Linked DNA regions of Rattus norvegicus: region 1 is linked to region 2. The links are chromatin contacts, called in public Hi-C maps. All regions are on one chromosome and are shown on one strand. Each heading gives the region's core, a stretch centred on a gene start, on an enhancer-like site or on the middle of the called end of the contact. The rest is flanking DNA. Distances are from core to core; before and after follow the strand shown. Region 1 holds the start of Gm2a (ganglioside GM2 activator). Region 2 holds the start of Hint1 (histidine triad nucleotide binding protein 1).

Region 1 (3,080 bases), core at 29-2,528, 230 kb before region 2:
TAGAGTCTAGTAAGTGGCCAAAACAAAACCAGCCATATCTTGAGTCGCTACAGTGCAGGGTCATAGGACCAGACAATGATAAAAGAAGACCCCAGGATTCCGAAAGCTCGGTCAATCACTAGTCACTGCAGACTCAAGTTCTGTACCCATAAGCCTCTAGAGAACATGGTGATGACAGTCAGCGGGGTTCAAAAGTATGGCTGAGTGATCTTGAGTAAAGTCCCTCATGAGCAAAAGGAGGTTGGTGCCTGCAATGCCCGAGTCCCTCCAAATTGCCTAACTGAGCACCGAAAGTTGGAATGGAACCCACAAACAAAGCATATATGAGAAACGGGAATATCTGCAAGGCCTACTGCCTCTAACAGGGCTCCACCTCACAAGGCGAGCTGCGGAGCCAAGACTATCAGTCCCACACTAGGAGACATCAAGAGACAAGTTGACTAGCCTCTGGGACAGTGAGGTCAAAAGTTCCTTCCTCCCACAAGTAACATCACCCTGCATCTGACCGAACAAGGCCAAGGCCATACTGGCCCTAACTGCACTATTCTTTTGGCATTCTGCAAACACCGGGTTCATGAAAGCCCTCACCCTATGCTGACATCACACACATTTTATACACCAAGGCTAAGATTGTCCATAACACCTTCCCCCTTTATCCAGCCGGCTGGCAGGAGGGATCTGGAGGACCTGCACTTTGGGCCACCACAAAAGGCAATGGAACTGGGCTTTTCCCTCAGAATGACCGAACTTCCCTTTCCCGGGGGTCTGTAGCGTGGAAAATGAGAGACAGGGAAGTGAAAGACTGGCAGGAGATGGAGGGTCTCAAAGGCTCACAACTAGGTGCAGTGGGATCACACGGCTGGCCCTCTGTCACCTGGTAGCCAAGTTTGAAACCCCTGGCCTGATTCAACCCTCTCACAGCAGAAAGAGCTCAGAGCTAAGCAGAAAACAGTGAAAGAGGAGGGCGGGGAGTGCAGCGAGTTACACGCTGAGATCCTGGGTCTGGGGCAGGAGCGTTCGAATCGCTGCTCTGCACCCGGAAAGGATGGGACAGGACGCTTCGGAGGACAGGAGCCCCTCTAGGACAATCTGGACCCATCAGCCGCTGAAGGCCTGCTCCAGGATCAGGGGCACTCACGCGCTTCGAGATGAGGCGCGAAGGGGCGACAGGGCCAGCGAACAGCAAGCCCAGCACGAACAGCAAGCCCAGCACGAGCAGCAGCGGTACACGACGCATGGCGACGGTCCTCGAGGTCGGTCTAGGCACGGCGACTCTCCAGTGCCTTTAAAGCCAGCAGGTCCCTATTGCAATGCCTGGCTGCGCTCAGCGCTCCGCCCCGCGGGGCAGAGATTGCAGGCCCTAGGCGGGATTTCTCCGGTCACGCCCCAAGTACCGCCCACTTCGGCCCCACCCTCAACGGCCTACTGAGGGGGCAGAGCCAGGGGAGGAAGGGGCGGAGCTAAGTGCTGAGAAAAAAAAGGCTCTGCGAAAGAGGCGGAGCCGATTGAGGGCGGAGCGAAGGGGCGAGTCTAAGGGGGCGAGAAGGGCTGAACGCGAGGGGCGGGGGCTACGTAAGGGGTGGGGCTAAAGGTGGGAGGGGCAGGGCGGAGTGCCAGGGCGGAGGAGAATGCAGAAACAGGGCTCAGCGCGCCGCCGGGCTAGGGGGCTGGGGGGTGGGGGGGAAGATAGGCAGAACTTGCTGGGCGTGGAGGGGCGAGGCGGAGCGAAGCTCTGGGGTGTGTCTAGGGAGGTTCAGTTGTTTTCCCTTTTAGGTTCTTCTCTATAGAGTCAAAGCTCCCCGACAGTTTCCTGCTTCTGTCCTCTCACATTGTAACTCCCTGGCGTCTGGTTGTTGGCATTTAACAGTATCTAAAACGCTGCCAGGCCCCCTGAGGCTTTTAGTCCTAAGGAAGCACCTGCGCCTGAGGATGATGGGGGTGGTGGCGCCTATCGCCGGCCGGAGTCTGTTTAGACACCAAAGTTCATTTTCCAAGGTACAAACAAAATACCAGGAATGTCGACAGAAAGAGCATATACACTATCAGCGTGATAGCCCGAGGAGTTCGAGACCTCCACTCAGGCCAAACTGGGCTTCATCGCTGAAAAAGAATTTTAGGACCTATGGAGAAGCATAGTTGGTGATTTTAAAACACACTGGAAAGTAGATTTGTGGCCTTCTCAAAGACTCAATTTCTCTAGTTCTCATTCTGTCTACAAGATTTTGAAAGCCCATTGCTTCACGGGTTTCTGGGAACCCCATCTCTGTTTCTTTATTCGATCATTAAAGTTATGGATTGGCTCCAAAGGTGCTTTGGACAGTGTTTCAAGCTGGTTAGCTAAAACTAGAAACCAGTGAACTTAGACAGGAGCCTGAGTACATGTGCTTCTTGGTAAATGGAATTTCTAGTAAGATTGCTAGAAAACTGTAAACAACTGGGAATGTGGGAAGCCTTAAGTAATATTTAATTGTGCTGGGATTCTTGCTTTTCTGCTCCAACTAGATTCCAGTTGAAGGGGCTCCTTTTTCTTTATCTCCCTTGAATTTTTCCTTATCTTCCTTCTGTAGGAAATAAATCATGGGGCTAGAGAGATGGCTCTGCAGATAGGAGCATTGATTGCTCTTCCAGAGGTCCTGAGTTCAATTCCCAGCAACCACATAGTGGCTTCACAAGCATCTGTAATGGGTCTGATGTCCTCTTCTGGCGTGTCTGAAGACAGCTACAGTGTACTCACATACATAAAATAAATTTAAAAATCTTTTTTTAAAAATAGAAAAGAAAAAAGAAATAAATCACTATGGTGTGTCTTGAGTCAGGGCTACACTTAGAACCTGTCAGAGTTACAGATTAGGCAGGAGGTTCGAGGAACCTCTCTCCCCTTAGCAGGTGGCTGTCACCTGTTGAAAACTGTAACCATTGGAGGGTTGTGGGCAGTCCTCTGAGCTACATGGAGCAGTCTCAAGCCCCAAGATGGTCCTTAGATAAGGCTGTGTCCTAAACCAATAGGATAAACAACTTGGGGAGGTGCTGTGCTAAAAGAACAAATTATGAGGGAGAAAGGGAAGGAACTTCTCAGTATC
Region 2 (2,965 bases), core at 65-2,564:
TCCCTGCTCAGTCTTCTGGATGGTAGGGTTGGGACTACAGGGCATGCATGCTACAAGACTTGTAAACCTTTCCAATGAAATGGGGCTCTTTCTAAGACAAAAGAACTTCCCCAATTAGTGACACATATAGCAATTTAAATAAAACTCACCTCAAGGAACCAAATGAAGTTTGGAGTACTATTTCAGGTCTATGTGAATATTACCAGTAGCATTAATGCTTTCTTATATTTCAAATTTCTTTTCTTTTCTTTTTTTTTTTTTTTTGGTTCTTTTTTTCTTTTTTGGGAGCCGGGCTTGCTAGGCAAGCGCTCTACCACTGAGCTAAATCCCCAACCCCATATTTCAAATTTCTTAAGCGGACTGAACAAACCAGCACAAAACTTTCTAGTCTAGCCAAGTTACCACCCTGCTTTATGTGAGACTGAAAGCCATATCACTGCCTAGGAAATAATTTACAAAATTGGTCTTCAATATCGACTGCGATTTAATCTATCAAGGAGGAGGGAAAAAAGACAACTTTTGATCTTGCATCATAAATGTTTTCTTCGATCAGCAGGGCGTGGACCACCTGCAATCCTAGCATAGCAGGGTTCAAGGTCAGCCCCAGTTAGTTACTCAGCGAGTTTATGATCAGCCTAGAATGGTGAAGCCGATCTATTAAAACAACAAACCAGAAAATCCTTAAAGCAATATATATATATATATATATTTTTAAAAGCTTGAAGGGGTAAGGCCAGTCCCCAGAGGCAACGTCTGCGGCCGGAACAGGGAGCAGAAGGACCTAGCAGTGCCCGGACCGCTGCGCGCGGGAGATCGCAGAGATTGCGCCGGGGGCAGGATCCGGTTTCTCGACGGCCAGATTGACACCCGCGTGGTGGGTGGCGGTCGCCGGCCCCCGTGGGCGTCACCCATGGGTCTGCACTTCACAGGGGACCGGGGCGGGCGTCACCTCCCAGGGCCTCGGCCCGCATCACCTCACCAGGGCCGCGACACGCGGCGGGCCGAGCGGCCGATAACGCGTAACCCGAGCGCAGGCACGCGCCGCAGGGCCACGCGGGCGCAGGGCCAGGCCAGCCAGGCCGCGCGTCGTCTCAGGCCCGCGGCTCCTCAGGGAACGCCGGCGTGTCGCCGGGCGGCAAGCCTACCCGATCGTCCTCGAAAATGATCTTGGCCGGGATTTCTTTGCGGATGATCTTGCCGAAGATCGTGTCGCCACCGGGCTGGGCCACTTGAGCCTTGGCAATCTCGTCAGCCATCGCGGCCGGTCGCTGTCCTTCCCGCGCCGCGGCCACGGTGGGGAGAGGAACCGCGAGAGCGCGCGGGGACTGCCGGCTCGCGCCCGGTCGGTCTGCGCATGCGCTCTGGCGCCGGCGTCGGCGCCGCAGCCGCTGGGAGCGAAGGAATGAAATGGGCGGAGGAAGCGCCGGTTCTTTGCCTCTGCACCTCTATAAGAAATTTTGATTTGCTAGTTCTGGGAGGAGGCTAGGTTTGGCCCAGTGCTTGCCAAGCGTATACGGAGTTCTAGATTTGAACTCTACCGCCTCATAAACCGGATCTGGTGCTGCACGTCTGTAGTCCTAGAGTTTGAGAAATGGAGGCAGGAGGATGGAAATTCAGTTCATCCTCAACATTGTTTGAGGCCAGCCTGGGTTACCTGAGACCCTGTTCCAGAGCAGTCTGTTTTCTGTTTCAAGTTGTGCTGATCACATTTGCTGGCTTGTGATACCGTAGCCTTTTTTTTTTTTTAAGATTTTTATTTTATATATGTATATGTGTGTGTGAGTATTTTGCCAGCATGCGTAAGAGTGCATTATATCTAATGCCTCGGATCCCCTGGAACTAGAGTTACAGATGGTTGTGAGCCATGTGGGTGGATAGAACTGAAACCTGGTCCTCTGCAAGAGCTACAAGTGCTCTTAACCCTGATCATTTAAACCCTCAGTTGTTTGAGGTCTTGGCTAAGAGCCATATGAAGCCTTACATCAGGTGTTCTTTGCTTTGTTTCTCGCTTTGTGTGGCAGCGATTCTCAATCTTAACTACGTACTAAAAACCACTTGGGAACTCTTTAAACATCTCTGACCACACCCCACATTAATTAAGTCCAAGTCTGGAGAGATGAGACCTAGGCAGGAGTTGTTTGTAAGCCCCTAGGGCCATCTTCCTGGCTGGAATCAGTTTCGAAGAAGAAACAAAGTCTTTCTTGGCCCCGCCTCCACCCTTCCTCCTCTCTGTCCCCTCGGTCCTCTTAAAAAGTGTTTTCTGAATATCGTGTGCACTTTGTCATCGTTGGTTCTTTGGGTCATTTCTTCCTCGTCGGGATTAGGCAGGACCTCCATTCACAACGTTCTGTAGACAATCCCAGTTGTCATATAGATCTGTGGACGTGGGTCGCCACTGTTGTTACCGTTAGCTTCTTTCAACATCCCATCCCACTGCCCTCTGGATGGTTTCTTCTGCACATGGAGCCCCCCCCCCCCCCCCCCCCGTTCCACATCTCATTGGATTCTGTTCCTGGCTCTCTTATCTGACAATCTCCAAGTGGCCATAGTGACCTTAGGGACTTAGAGAGATGGTTTGGTGATCAAGACACAAACTGTTCTCTCAGAGGCCAGCAAAAACATCACAGCTGCCTGTAACTGCAGCTCTGGGGGCGAAATCTGATGCCTCTGGCCTAGCAGGATGCCTTCAATCACTTGTGGACTGGGCGCACATAGATCGCACAGATACACATATATACACACATAATTTAAAAAATATAAGTAAGGGGTTGGGGATTTAGCTCAGTGGTAGAGCGCTTGCCTAGGAAGCGCAAGGCCCTGGGTTCGGTCCCCAGCTCCGAAAAAGAAAGAACCAAAAAAAAAAAAAAAAATATATATATATATATATATATATATATATATATATATATATATGTAAAAAGGGAAAACTTAAGCCAGATGACAGTGGTACACGGCTTCAATCCCA

What was found. Hi-C and Micro-C count contacts between places; a contact is called where the count stands out from the background.
Region 1: a Hi-C map of liver shows a contact between it and region 2, with 4 times the contacts expected there. The contact joins the promoter of Gm2a here to the promoter of Hint1 in region 2. A contact is called at or near these places in 3 of 12 Hi-C or Micro-C datasets (frontal cortex, liver and psoas muscle).

The regions. Positions count from the first base shown.
Region 1 is chr10:39,718,117-39,721,196 of GRCr8, reverse strand. Gm2a (ganglioside GM2 activator) reads right to left here and starts at 1,278. Exons shown (of 4, transcript NM_172335.2): 1 at 1,139-1,278. The coding sequence starts at 1,237.
Region 2 is chr10:39,488,574-39,491,538 of GRCr8, reverse strand. Hint1 (histidine triad nucleotide binding protein 1) reads right to left here and starts at 1,314. Exons shown (of 3, transcript NM_001109607.1): 1 at 1,146-1,314. The coding sequence starts at 1,256.